Regions from separate parts of the Drosophila melanogaster genome. Here all the other regions are linked to region 4. The links are chromatin contacts, called in public Hi-C and targeted proximity ligation maps. All regions are on one chromosome and are shown on one strand. The core of a region is the stretch at or near the end of the contact, and the rest is flanking DNA. Distances in the headings are between cores, read along the strand shown.

Region 1 (2,758 bases), core at 211-2,710, 600 kb before region 4:
GGATAAAGCTGAAAATTCAAGCGAATAATAAACAATAAGCTGAAGCTTAGTGCGCCGATTAAATGCTAACTTACTTTTGCCAAATTCGACATTACAAGGCCGAAGAAATCCAAATTGATGTCGAAAATATCCACTAAAAGATTACTAATGGTGCCCTGCGTCGATGCTGAATCATCGCAGATGTTGTAGATCTGACCGGCGGTCTTGGGACTCTGAGCCAATTGCCAAACGGCAGCGCACACGTCCGATACGTGCACAGTATTCAAACGCATGGCATCGTTCCACAGCAGCTTCATTGTCTCGTTCAGGTATTTGTATATGGCAGCGATTATAATGCGCGGCACTGTAAACGAAAGGCAATGGGTGGTGGGTTCGGGATTAACCCATGGGCTTTGTCAATTACATCAATTATCGGGTATCAGCGAAGAGGGACACTCACTCAAATAGCGCTTATCGCCAATGCCATAGACCACGGGCAAACGGACGACCGTGTAACTGAGATCGTCGATGTTGGCCAGTTCCTTCTCCACCTTGAGCTTCTGCTTGGCCACGCCCGTCCAGGGATCCGTCTTGCAGTCCTCTTTTAACGGCGTCTTTTCGCTGCTGTTCACACAACCAGAGCTGAGTTCCACGTATCGTTTGACCCGCTGGTTAGCCGCCTCATTGGCGCAGTTCAAACTGAGCTTCAGGATACCCTCCTTGTATACGGCATCATCCTGGTTGGCACGCGTCTCGGCCGCACAATTGATGACAATGTCCCAGGCCCGTCCAGTGGTGGGGTGTGGCGCAAAAGCCGCCTTGCATGAGGCTGTATGAAAACAAAGGGAAGCGTTCTATAACCAGTTTAGGTGCAACAAATGCATTAGGGTGGCTCGTTACGCGCAGCGATACCAAGGTGGTACTTGAAAATTCTATATCCGATAGCGCTTTCCTTTCACAAGAATGTTAATTGCGGATTTTGGATCTCCATAGGAGTTGTGATCCGCATCCTGGTGGAACGAGCCACCCTAATGTAGTGATTACCTACCGGCGTTTATTAGGTTCGCGCTGCAGAACTCCACCCGATCGCTCTCGAAGACCCGCGTCTGCTCCTCGTTTAGCCATGCCATCTGCGGAGGGGTCTTATCGGCCAGTCGTATTTCCTGCGCCAGTTCATTGTCCAGCAGATAAGTGGCCAAGTTGCGTCCAATGAAGCCGCAGCCTGCGGGAAGAGGAAGAGCAGCGATGCAGTCAGCGATGCTGATAAGCGGAAGTGTGGAGTGGGGAGCGGGGGCAGGATGACGATGAGGAGGATGCAGCGGGACCACTTACCACCCAAAATCAGAACAGTCGGCTTTTCAGACATGCTGCAGGCGCGACACGGTCAACCGGAATGCGAATGAGTCAAGTCGAAAGATATATATTTGTTAGCGCTCGAAATGCTTTTTGTTGTTTTGTTTGGCTGTATTTCTAGTGTGACCATCCCGTGATCATTCTTAAAACAAGAAATACCTTCAATGCTCCACAAGCTGGTCACCCTATGGCGCTGTATTCAAACCTCTTCGAATGCTCTTCAATTAGCGTAGAACGTTTTATTCATTTATACAAACCAAAATACAGCAGTTCTTTGATTCTTACTCCATAGGGCTTCAGTGTCATAAAATTGTCCTTGTTAGTCTACCTTAAACCCCCTGTCACCAAGAACAGTAGTTTTGCTACATTGCGTTCCTTTCCAAGTTTATAGGTTAAGTTTTCGAAAAGAATTGCCAAGTTCACCAATACTGCACGACAAAACTATCGGAAAGTAATCCTTTGGGGTCAATGACCTGGTCCCTCTTTCAAACGTCACTTGCCAATCGTCCATTTTGACTAAAGTCAGCAAACTAACCGGAAGCAAACCTTTTTCTTCTCAAAAGGTAAGACTTTTTTAAATACATACATACATATATCGGACCCATGAGCCTTAAAAACGTGCTTTCAAGAACGTAGAGAGCAACATGCCTGGAGTCACAGTAAAGGAAATCGATCAGCACGTTCTGACCAAAAACATGGCTGCTTTTCTCAAAAAATCCGGAAAAATTTTTGTGCCCGAACAGGCCGTCTATATGAAGACTGGCAAGTTCAAGGAGACTGCTCCTACCGACGACGACTGGTTCTACACTCGCTGCGCCTCTATTATGAGACACCTGTACCTGCGCAGTCCCGCCGGCGTTGGGGCCTTCACCAAGGTCTATAGCGGGCGCAAGCGCAACGGTGTTCGTCCGTCCAAGCACTGTCGCTCATCGGATGGCTGTATTCGCAAGGTGAGTGGGAAATGGTTGTACTTTAAGGTTATATTTAATATTACTTAGCATGTATCTAACACATGAGCAGGCTCTTCAAGCCTTGGAAGCTGCTAACATGGTGGAGAGGCACCCGGATGGTGGTCGTAAGCTGACTCCGCAAGGACAACGTAACTTGGATCGCATAGCCAACAAGATTGTGGCCAAGCAGCGAGAGCGCAGTGCACCAGTTTCCATGATTATCACTACCTAAGATGATAATACCAATACCACGATGGATCATCTTTGAGTGCCTTGGGTTTTCAAAACATTCTCAATAAATCGAAACCAAAAATAAAATTAAACAATTATATACATAATAAAATAACTTAATACTTGAAATATAAACGATTCGAAACTTTATTTTTGACACAAACACGCCGAATAGCAAGAATCCAAGTTATAAAATGTTAGCTAGACCACAAATCTCCCGATTTTTGGTTGCCAGGAGCTCTGAA
Region 2 (2,700 bases), core at 101-2,600, 710 kb after region 4:
GCAGAGGACCTGATGCCACCACCCATGGCCATGGCACGTGTCCAGGCGGAACGACGCAGTTGCCGCAGTGCCTCCCGCGTGCTGCAGTTCTTCAGTTCGGCCACCAAAAGACGGAGTGGCAACCGAAAACTCAGTGAGCCAGAGATGGAGGATAATCGCGCCGATTCCCCAGTGCTGATCAGAGTGACCAGGGATCGGGTGGAGGAGCAACTGGGCTGTAGTCCACTGGCTGCATCTGGCGGAGAAGTACCCACCAGCTCCGAGGACGAGGAGGAGCACGACGACGGCATCAGCTCGGCCAGCTCCAATCTCACTTCACAGTCGGGCAGCTCCAATAGCCGCAATCTCTCTCCGGACTCTTCCTTCGAGATGCACGCTCCACTCCTGCCCAGCTTCAAGGTCACGCCTCCACGGGCAGTTTGTCGTGTGGGAAAGAATGCCGCCTGCGAATTTGCTCGTTTCCTGCGCGGCTCCTTTCACTCCAAGCGCGCATCGGTGACCACGCTGCGCAGATCCCTCAGCGATCCGGATGCAGTGCAGCAGATGGACTTCAGCAAGCCGCCTCCGCTGCGCGACACCACCAACGTCATGCGAGTGAGTCACTTCTAGATTCCATTCACAACCCAAGTGGGATTAATCGCGCCTGGGAGTACACTCAACAATATTTACGAAATTATTAAAATCTATCATCTAAAGCGTCAATAATAAGACGGCAATGCAAGTAGTAGGTCAAGACTGAATAGATAATTAAAAATTTTAGAATACAAATTTAAAATGAAAATTAAAATACATTTTTATTTCACGAAAAACTAAATATGATTTAAATATTTTCAAACACATGCCCCCTAAAATTTGTTGAGTGTACTTCGCCAGCTGGCGCCAATGTGATTCGCCTCGTTTCGATTCGATTCGATTCCGTTCCGATATGATTTTAGTTCCAAATTTGTTTACGCCAAAAACTCTTCATAATTTTTTCACTGGAAGCTGTTTATTTACGCTCGAGTCGTCGTCAATCAATGGCCATTAATGCGTGTCCGTAAAATCCGTTGATGGTTGTCCGTATGGCGGCACCTGGCTTCCAGCGAATACCCCAGCCCAAGAATGATCCCCGAATGATCTTTGAACTCGTCAGCTTCGTGGTGTTTACCCTGCGTTGCATTCTAGATGTACGCCAAATTGGATTACGCCATTTAGTAATAGTTTATTGGTCCATATAAATTAGCTGTTTGTAATGCCACAAATCGATCAGCATTAAATTCTGCGCAAATTCAGGGTTCGGAATTAGGAAGAGAATTCGAGACGTAGAATCAATAGATGTGTAGATGCGATTTTATATTATAGTTCGTTTGATAATTTTTAATATACAGGTAATAATCTGAATTGTTCGTGTTTCGAAATGATTAGATTCACTTTTACTGCTTAGATTTCCCTTTTAGGAAGTACTTTTTCTATGTGTGTATGCAATGTATCACCTCAAGCGAAGATGTCACCCATTGGTATTAGATGGCCAACGATTGCCAGCCATAATGACTTTCTAATTATCACATTTGCATGGGCGTCGCGTGCCGCATTTCACTTTTCAATGGTGCTCATGGGTCATCACTTGGATCCTCGGTTGCCAAGTGGGAAAGTGGCCCACGCCGATATAAACCATTTCCATTGATCAATAAAGAAATTAAGTAAATATTCCCATCGCATTGCCCACACTTTGGGCCGCACAAAAGTAGTCGTTAATCGCCGTCTGTGGGCATTGTAAAAATTCCATTCACATATCCGTACGATTCCTGTACTTAAATTTTAAATACATATTGTATATGTATCTTCCGCCTGGAGTTTTCTGAACAGAACGCATATGACCCGCATTATCTTCCATAAAATTAACGCAAACAAAAAGAAGCAGGAAAAACAAGCAGCATGCCGGATATTTAATTTAATGTGCACAATTGTTCAAAAAAGCGATGCAGGCAAACCTACCGTAACTGGGAAATTGGAATCAATTGACAATGGAAAAAGACAGCAACTAACTTTCCAGAACTATCCAAAATTAACTTAGTTTCTTTGAAAATTTAAATGAATATCAGTTTCTGTAAAATTGAAAAATGTTCCTATAGAAGCTCCACTGTAATTCACAAATGTAAAACGATGTTTGTTGTTGCAATTGGGGATTTGGGAACGGAACAGATGGGATTGCCTGGAATTGGCTCATTTACGCACAAAAACGCAGATGGAAACCAGTGCGAAGTGCGTAAAATGGGGGAAATTATAGTTCCCTATATTTTTTTGCCCACTGGCCTTTAGCTAAACAAATCATAAATAACTGTGAAATTATAGACAAAAAACGCACACGCGGCGAAAAGGAAAAATAAAATAATTTTCCAGTGCTCACATGATCTGGAAATTGGACGCTGATGGGGGGTCGACTTCCACGCGTTCTTTTCAGAGCCCTCCTCACCTCCTTCGTTGATCTACACTTTTGTATATCTGCAAATTGCTTAATTTATCAACCAAATGCACAACAACAAAGCAGCGGCCGCCCGCATTCCAGTTGCCTTTGCTTGGCATTTTAATTATTCCAAATGTTGTCTGGGACTTTCTTTGTTTACACCACTGGAAGGATGGAATGGTGGAAGGGGGTGGGATCGGATCGCTTAATTTATTTGCCAGCGTGCTTTGACTATTTTTAGAGCAATTTATTTACTC
Region 3 (2,878 bases), core at 346-2,845, 700 kb before region 4:
GTTTGTGTTTATATGCGGCAGGGTGTCCACCTCATAGTGCACGTACTTGCAGGTGGCCATGTGGAAGCAGGTGTTTAGGAAACTGCAGTCCCCCAGAGATTCGTCCGTGTGAGCCTGGATGATCTTTTTGAAATGCAGTTTGGTGCACTTGTCTGTTGTCTCACTGCTGCAGGTATCGCTGCCATCGGTGGATTCCTGCGACTCGGCTTCGCAATTGTTTATAACCTCCGCAATGATTTCTCCATCCTCGGCTGCCGATTCTGTCTTGGGTACCTTACCGGTGACGTTTTCGCCCGCATCAACATCCGGGCGAAGCTCCTTTTCGTCTCTTCTTTCTTGTTTCTTTTTGGCCGCCATCTCGGCGGTGGCTTGTTGAGCCTTCAGGCACTCGACTTTTGTGCCGTGGGAGCAAAACTCCATGACCTGCGCTCCGCCGTGGGACTTAAACTTCTCAGCCACGGATCGCTCTTTGGCCGTAGGCTTAGTAAGCAGCTCAAGAATCTCCTCGCCCACCTGCTTACTCTGTTTTTCGCGGGTGGAAGGCATGGATAGCAGCATCATAATATCGTCCGGAGCATCCAGGCTTGTGGACTCTTTCCGCGCTACAGTGGACTCCAGTTTTATTGTCTTCTCCTGTGGCTGATCAACATCGTCGACTTCCACTGTAAAATCAACAGCAAATTATTATAATTATTAGACTTATGAGAGTAGTAATTTCTGTGAGACCCACACTTTCTCTTGGCCTCCTCCTCCTTTTGCTGACACGTATCGTTGGTGTCTTCCAGGATCTCCTTCAGCTCCTTGGGCTGCACAGAGATGATTTCGCAGCCGGCCTCGGTGCCGATGGTCACGTTCCGGATCACAATTGCACCCTGGTTGGCCAGTTTGCCTAGAATAAAGTTCACCATCTCCAGGCTGCTGCCGGCAATCTTTTCCACCACCTGTGTGGAGACAATGGGCAGGGCCAGGGAGCAGGAACTGAGGGCCTGCAGCACCTCCTTCTGTACTTCCAAGTCAGCCTCAACTGGAAATGCAAAAATATATTCATTTTTGTGGCTCCAACTTGTTGCCATTGCCGGTGCTCACCGAGTTCCTTTTTGGGATTCGTCAGATCCTCCTGAATGTCCGAGAGAATCTCAATGCGCTCCTTCTTGCGCTTTTCCAGCTTCTCGCGGAGCGTGTTCCGCTTTGTCTTGAGTGATTTTATGTCCCACGCATCTGCCATTGTTTATAAAACGCTGCCGGCCTTTGGTAAACAATGAAATTTTTTTTACAAAGGCTCGCAGTGTGACCGTGTTCACATTGCAGGTAAACACGTTACATTAAAATACTAAACTAAGGTAATCTACTTATACATTTTACACAAGTAAATTTTAAATTACCATCAAGAACGTTAAAAGGGCCAGTGTTGGAAGTAGGCTGGTATTCAAAATTAAAATTAAAAAACGTTGAAAGTATTAACATTGCTGTGCCCCCATTATATTTCTTATTCTAATTTGTATGATCTATTGGACCACACACAGTTATTTATTGATTGGTATATACGATTTTACCCGCACCGCCCAGTTGATATTTTCAAGGAATCCGCTCTGGCCACACTGCTCCGCTCCCCATCGCAAAAAGCGGAAGCTGCAACATAGCTGCTCCGCAACATTTTGCCAAATAAAACGTGCCGAAACGCATAAATATTTGATGAAAACCGCTCCAATCGTAAATAATAACCCAATCAGTTTAACCTGTGATCGACTCGCGATAAAAACGCGCGCGAGTGCTGAAGAGAAATAGAGCGAGTGCCGCCTTTTGCCTGCTCCCCGAAATTCGTGGCGTTTTCTTTTTTGTTTATGCGCGCAAGAGAGAGCAAAGCATTAAGTGCGCGCACTCAAACACAGTCACACGCGCGTACACAGAAGTGGGGATTTGCGAAAATCTCGTCTATGTGTGTGTGTGCACATAGCATTTGCACACATTGTTATTGTTGGGTCGTGATACAGAGAGGGTGACAGAGAGAGAAGAGAGAGCGAGAGTGAGGCAGCTGAACTGGGGCCAGATTTATAACGCGACATTCGCACTTTTACTCTGGAGCATGACGGTTCGTTCGCGGCACTTTCGACGCGATCCAAAGCTGCAGCACAAGCAGCAGCAGCTTCCGAGTCCGTTCCGAATCCAAATCCGATTCCGAGTCGCTAGCAGCCGAGGAGAAGGAGCTGTCTAATCCGCAACAGATTCCGCAGCGCGTACATACATATTGATTCAGTGCGAGTGCAGTTGCAGCGCGCGCCCCATCACAACAACAAGAAAGAAAGAAAGAACGAAAGAAGAAACCCACACACCCACCAACCACCCCTCGTTTTTCACTGTGTATACTACAGCTCTTCGCTTCTTTTTTTAAGGCGGCGGCACGCCCTTCCCCAACGTGCGTGTATGTCCGTTCGTGCGTGTGTATATGTATGTATTGGCGGGCTAACCAGAAAATCGACAAAAAAAAACTTTCGAAATATTGAATTGTGAAAACTATCAGAAAATCTGAAAATTATGTGCCTGCTCGACGACATATATTCCCCAGTTTGCATCGAAATAATGTGCACCCCAAGTACATAAACAACAGTTAAGAACACAAAAAATACCTTTCGACGGGAACCAGCAAAGAAACAACATGAAGATGGTCGATAAGTCGTCCAAGTTGGTGGATAAATTTGCCGTAATCAGCGGCACCGGCGGCAGCGGCCCTGGAGGCGGTCCGCTCAACCTGCAAAGTGGCGGAGGAGGCGGCGGTTCCGGCGGCGGAGGAGGAGTCTCCGGATCTGGTGGCATATCCGGAACGGCTGGCTTGTCCGCCGGAGCAGGAATGACCACTGGCCAGAAACCGGTGCCCATGAAG
Region 4 (2,896 bases), core at 270-2,769:
GGGGGGAAAAAACATGCAAAAACGGCGACAACTGCGCAGATGCTGAATGGAAAATGGGGATGGCACATAAAAAAGGGGAACATCGCGGGCCAGAAGAAGCAGAAAAGATCGGGAGCCAGGCACGTAAATTTAGTTTACATTATGCGCACGAAAGATACACTTGGCATAAGGGTCGCCCTGAAATCTAAATGTACTTAAAATGCATAAAACCTTGGGAAATCGTTTATTAAAAATATAATAACGTAATCATATTGTACGTTTAAAACCATTTCGGACTCCTGCAATTGGAATGACTAAAACAGTGCAAAAACAATTTTTTCTTAGCAGAAATAAAAAAAATCCTTTTTTTGCAAGTGTATGCAAAAGGCTGCCCTTATTTTAATTATACGCGCACACAGATACAAAAGTACACTCACGCACGCACACTCACACGCCGTAATCATCTCTCATTAATCATAAACTTTGAAAATAACAAGAAACAAAACGAAACGAAATGAACCAAACGAAACAATAAATAAAGCAAATTATATTTTCGCTTATTAAATATGTGCGCTATGATTTGTATAAAAAGTAGAAAAAATATACAAATTCTCTTCACAAGGAGAGTGGGAGAGTGAGAGATCGGGAGAGCCTAACGTTGACGCTGGCAGCGACGTTGACTGCGCGAGCCCCACAACTTTCATTCATTTTGCTGCTCATTTCATTCATCCCCGCGCTGTCGACGTCGCTGCCGGCGCCGCTGCTCCCCAGCGCTCTCCCGCTCTCAAATTGGGGCTCCCGCTCTCCAAGAAACACGTTCGTTTTCATTCATACTCGCCAGGCAGCAAAAAACAACAAAACTAGTTGGTTCTCGAATAATAAAACGAAGAAAAAAAAACAAAACGCAAAGACAACCAAAAAAGAATTAAAATGCAGTTGATGAATGGGGGAATGGAAATGGAATTGGGAATGGGAGTGGGGATAAGAGCCAGCGACGAGTGGATCTTGTTGCCGCTGTCTCCCCTTCTTCCACGGCCATTTGTTGTTGTTGTGGTTGCTTCCTCTGTCATTGGGGCTTGATGTTTGTTTCCTTCCTTTTTTGCGTGTGCCTGCATTGCCCCGTCGCCCCCTCCCCTCCTCCACTCCACCAGTGCTCCTCTTCCTTCTTCCTCTTCTTCTAGGCTTGTTCCTGCAAACCGGCTCTTACTCTTCTTCTTGTTCTCCGGCTTTGTCTTTGGGGCTCCTCTTTTATCGCTGCTCCAGCTTCTCATCTTCTTCTTCTTCTGTCGCTGCCCGTGGGCGCGTCGACTTTGGCTCGAAATCCAACTGCAGTCGTCGTTGCCTTTTTATACCCTGCAGTGTAGTGTAGGGTATTATGGTTTAGTTGGGATTTTGCAACCAAGTCGCTGAAATTCTAAAAAATCTTGAAAACTAACCTTAACTATACTTTTAAGAATGTTTAAACCAAATTCGTATTGAACAAAAGCCTTTGTTTTTCGAAAAATCTAATTGCCAATCTACTATTTTGTTAAATGTTTTAATACCAGCAAGGGTATCTTAACTTCAACTACAAAATGTTCTTCGCCATCCCAGTTTTGTTTTCATTGTTTTTGTGTATTTGCTTTGATTTTTAGCTGTTTGCTCTTGGACCAACTACTTATTTATTCATAATTTGAACTCCCCCCCTTCCCACCATTCCAGGCACCACCCCCTTCCAGACCCCACTCCAACACTCCACTCCACTCCCCTCCTCTTCGCCAACACTCCACGCACAATTTGTGGGCAGCTGCTGCATGTGGAAAAATGGAAAACTGGAAAACGAGTTGCCAACACACACTTGCTCGTGTTTCTGATTTTAAGTTTTTGTTTTAATTTCAGTTTTTTGTTACCTTTCAAATTTCTTGTTCACAGATCTTTTTTCCCGTCTTCTGTGGTTGTCGTTGGTGTTTTTTTTTTGGGGTTTTGGTTTTTTGTTTTTTTAGTTCGTGGAACTGCTGCGTTAACAACTTATGTTGTTGGTGTTGCGGTTGTGCTGCTTCTACAATTTTTCATTCATTCATATTCAGAGGTACATACATACATATATGTACATGTGTGTGTGTGAGTGTGTGTGGATTTGTGCGTTTGTAGTGGGCTATATCGCCTGCTTTATATTTCATATGCACGCCACTTTGTACTCACTTACTATTTGTGATTTTCGTTTTGTTTGCTTATTTTACTTGCCTTTTTATTAATACTTTTTTTTTTTATTTTCCTCTGTCTTGCCTTTTGTCGGGTTTTCGCCTGATTCTGCTTTATTCATTCATAAATTTTGATAGCCCGACGTTGATTTTTGTTGTTGTTTCGCCTGGAATTAATCGCGCGAGAACTTTTTTGATTCATTTGAATTGAGGCCTTTATGACGGTATAATTCGGTGCATTATGGCATTCGTTTTAGCACCAATGATATTTCCATATTTTTTTTTCAATTTTATGCAGCTAATGCTTGGGTAATTAGTATTCGAACTTATTGCTGATTTATGAATGCAAAATTATGAATAAAGTTAGGCTGAGTGTTAAAATTATGCCATTTATTAGTATGGTAATACGAAAAAATTACAATTTTACAATTCAAGTTGTAAATTAAGTCTAGTACATGTACATGTGCCTAATTTCTCTCTGTGTATATATTCAAATATGTAAATAGCTTACAAAAGACATAGAGACTTTATCTAATCACGTTCCCTCAACGTTTCTATTTCCATACCCATTCATTCACGGCGAAAACAATGTTATCAAAACAAAAGCGCGTTCCTCTCTTTCTATTTACACACATATGTATGTACATAAATGTACCCATTTTTTTCTGGCTGTGTAGAACGGATGTGTCTAAATTGAGTGCATCCCATGGACAAATTAGCAGCATTTATTGTAATAG
Region 5 (2,700 bases), core at 169-2,668, 560 kb before region 4:
ATCTGGCCATGTCCGTCTGTATTGATCTCATTTTGCCACGCCCACACTTTTGAAAAATGCTTAGATTTTTCTTCGTGCAAAAAAAAACACTAGCCACGCGCCTCCTTTTGCTACAATACGCCCAAAACGGTCACGACTATTTTATTCCCCAGTATCTATCGATATCCCAGAAAAATGATGAAATGTTCCCTTTGGCATTCCCACTAGCTGAGTAACGGGTATCTGATAGTCGGGGAACTCGACTATACCATTTTCTATTGTTTTTAAATTCAAAATAAAACAGTCAAGCACCAAGGTGCCACCTCTCGGTTGACATTGCAACTACGCAGAGCTAAGGTGACCAGTCGTCTTGCAATCTGGCAGCCCTATAACAGAAGTGTTCCAAAGTGTCACGCTATCGCGTGCTAACCAACACTAATCTGTTGCTTCGCATTAAAAATTTTTGCTTGACTTGACAGGTTCGTAGAAAAGTCGCAGAAGAAAAAGCTGTTCCGTCGGAATTAAGGCAGCCACTATGTCGTATCAACTGTACCGCAACACCACGCTCGGCAACACCCTGCAGGAGAGCCTCGACGAGCTGATTCAGGTGAGTTCGCGCTGGCGAAGTGAAACGCATTGTAATTTTGGGCTTCCATATTGCAGTACGGCCAGATTACGCCCGGACTGGCTTTCAAGGTTCTGCTGCAATTCGACAAGAGCATCAACAATGCCCTAAACCAGCGGGTCAAGGCCCGCGTCACCTTCAAGGCTGGAAAACTAAACACCTACCGCTTCTGCGACAATGTCTGGACTCTCATGCTTAACGATGTGGAGTTCCGCGAAGTGCACGAGATCGTCAAGGTGGACAAGGTGAAGATCGTGGCCTGCGACGGCAAGAGCGGCGAGTTCTGAACACCACCGACCCGATCTGAACACCCAATGTAACCCCACTAAACACACCATGTAACCCCACAAAACACACCATTATAACCATTACAAATAGCTGTAAGATTCGTAGGCGATAAGCTGGGTTGGAAAACGAAAACCGACCGTGCGATGCAGCAGGCATTGCAAGAAATACACTGTTAATTCACAGTTCACCGAGTCGAGTATGTTTGTTATGTATTCCGTTAAAAAAAAGGGAGTTCTTGGAAACATGAGGTGGGTATGCAAATAATTGCGTTACAAAAATCTGTAGGGCACAAAAGGGTTCTTTAATGCCATTACCAAATAGTAATGCAAAATATGTGTACGTGTGAAAACATTTATTTATTATTTGCTAATAATTGTAGTTCATTTAGTTTGAGCACTTTACAGAGCTCTGTTAGTCAGCTAATGGTGAGTGACCTCGCTAGATAGCAGTGATATGTTATTTTGGTATTTTTTAGTCACACTTTTTGGTGTAGCCATTTCGAGTGGGCTCGCTAGCCTCGCGACCTGCAGTCACACTTGCTCCAACGAACAAAAACCACCGCCCGCATAACCACGCATCGTTATTTGTTGTTGTCTACGCCGTTTAATCGCTGACAATTAACAACAAAACAATAACAGGAACGGCAGGCACTGCCTTCACTTTAAGAGAAGCCCGCGAATCGAAACTGCCAGGCGATCGAAGTCGAGGCGATTTTAAATCGAAAACGCGCGCGAGATGCGGAAAAGCCAAACGCCGCGAGCTTTGTTTATGTGTATCGGAAAATAACATAAGAAAATCCCTTAGATTCTTTGTGCGGATGAGCCAGTGCGAAAGCAATATCAATAATATCCCAAGCAGATTGCTGAATAAATCGCATTCGAGAGGTAAAAATGCAAAACGAAGTGTGATTTTGAAGAGTGTGCCTAGTGTGTGCTGCGAAGTGACTAAGCGCCGCAAAGAAAGTGGAAAAGCGGAAAAGCGGAGCTAGCGGTGGTTGGGGAGGCGAGAAGTGGGCAAGGGAAAAATCTAAAGTGCATTTATATTGCGTGCTAATCTCCGCCGTTTTCCACTGCAGAAACGTGAATATAATTACGGCGAAAGCGGATCAATTTTTCGTGCAGTCAACGAGAAAAGAAAAAAAAAAATTGAAAATAAAACCTTGCGTTGGCGTCGCAGCAGCAGAAAAATTGGAAACAAATTGAGCAGCGCCCTGTGAAATATAAATAAATTTATGTACCCCCTTCCCTTCTAGTTTTGTATGTTTCCAATTGGACTCCTGCTGCGTCTCCATCACTTTAAAAAAATACTTCTCGCCTTCTAGGAAGTAAAAGTTGCGTTGAATAGCAATTAAAATTAATCCATAATATCCGTATCGATTATTTAAAGGTTTGACTAAAAGATCGGCAAAATTAATTTCCGTCGCATTAAAATCTTTACATCAAAACTGGATTATAACAGATCCGTTGATATTGGCACTCAGCAGGAAAACAACTCGGGGGTAACCAACAAAATGGTGAAACGGTAAGTAATCGTCCAATAATCGTAAATGCATTTCAGTTTTATCAGTCAAGCCTATGTATTCTCCGATATCAAGCAATGTCGTTAACCCATTTCGACAGACCAATTAGCGTCTATGTTCGTCACAGGCAGGGTTCTACAGTCAACGCTCCATAAAGCAGATCCATAAATAAACACCAGAGCTATTGCTTAGAATGGGTTTTTTGGAAAGTGAATATAGATTACGATTAACTGTAAGTTCAAGTACAATCTTCGTAAAATTCATTTGGATTTCTTTTCTCTAGCCGAAG

The links. A called contact is a pair of places that touch in the nucleus more often than the background predicts.
Region 1: a contact with region 4 is called in a targeted proximity ligation map of the Kc167 cell line, with 6 times the contacts expected there. A contact is called at or near these places in 5 of 107 Hi-C or Micro-C datasets (the Kc167 cell line, the OSC cell line, the S2 cell line and 1 more) and 2 of 7 datasets of targeted methods (both in the Kc167 cell line).
Region 2: a contact with region 4 is called in a Hi-C map of the Kc167 cell line, with 2.7 times the contacts expected there. A contact is called at or near these places in 2 of 107 Hi-C or Micro-C datasets (both in the Kc167 cell line) and 2 of 7 datasets of targeted methods (both in the Kc167 cell line).
Region 3: a contact with region 4 is called in a targeted proximity ligation map of the Kc167 cell line, with 4 times the contacts expected there. A contact is called at or near these places in 6 of 107 Hi-C or Micro-C datasets (the Kc167 cell line and the S2 cell line) and 1 of 7 datasets of targeted methods (the Kc167 cell line).
Region 5: a targeted proximity ligation map of the Kc167 cell line shows a contact between it and region 4, with 4 times the contacts expected there. A contact is called at or near these places in 1 of 107 Hi-C or Micro-C datasets (the Kc167 cell line) and 2 of 7 datasets of targeted methods (both in the Kc167 cell line).

Annotation. Positions count from the first base shown.
Region 1 is chr3R:23,932,614-23,935,371 of dm6, reverse strand. It overlaps CG5854, which reads right to left and starts at 1,460. Exons shown (of 5, transcript NM_142939.2): 1 at 1,312-1,460; 2 at 1,028-1,201; 3 at 440-808; 4 at 75-343; 5 at 1-8. The coding sequence starts at 1,345. It overlaps CG13599, which reads right to left. Exons shown (of 2, transcript NM_142937.4): 2 at 2,644-2,758. The coding sequence ends at 2,711. RpS19b (Ribosomal protein S19b) reads left to right here and starts at 1,842. Exons shown (of 3, transcript NM_142938.2): 1 at 1,842-1,895; 2 at 1,962-2,282; 3 at 2,353-2,643. The coding sequence starts at 1,977. The coding sequence ends at 2,514.
Region 2 is chr3R:22,627,447-22,630,146 of dm6, reverse strand. It overlaps lncRNA:CR43475 (long non-coding RNA:CR43475), which reads right to left and starts at 1,350. Exons shown (of 1, transcript NR_048466.1): 1 at 848-1,350. The region is part of intron 2 of loco (locomotion defects); the gene reads left to right. It also overlaps asRNA:CR43474.
Region 3 is chr3R:24,030,544-24,033,421 of dm6, reverse strand. KrT95D (Krueppel target at 95D) reads left to right here and starts at 1,595. Exons shown (of 11, transcript NM_170110.4): 1 at 1,595-1,710; 2 at 2,391-2,878. The coding sequence starts at 2,654. It overlaps Mettl3 (Methyltransferase like 3), which reads right to left and starts at 1,265. Exons shown (of 3, transcript NM_142947.4): 1 at 1,087-1,265; 2 at 731-1,024; 3 at 1-662. The coding sequence starts at 1,225.
Region 4 is chr3R:23,332,426-23,335,321 of dm6, reverse strand. lncRNA:CR46090 (long non-coding RNA:CR46090) reads left to right here and starts at 1,519. Exons shown (of 1, transcript NR_133438.1): 1 at 1,519-1,818. The region is part of intron 3 of pnt (pointed); the gene reads left to right.
Region 5 is chr3R:23,888,770-23,891,469 of dm6, reverse strand. It overlaps Pli (Pellino), which reads left to right and starts at 1,418. Exons shown (of 10, transcript NM_001104420.3): 1 at 1,418-1,776; 2 at 2,351-2,413. The coding sequence starts at 2,403. TfIIA-S (Transcription-factor-IIA-S) reads left to right here and starts at 410. Exons shown (of 2, transcript NM_079743.4): 1 at 410-586; 2 at 643-1,082. The coding sequence starts at 515. The coding sequence ends at 891.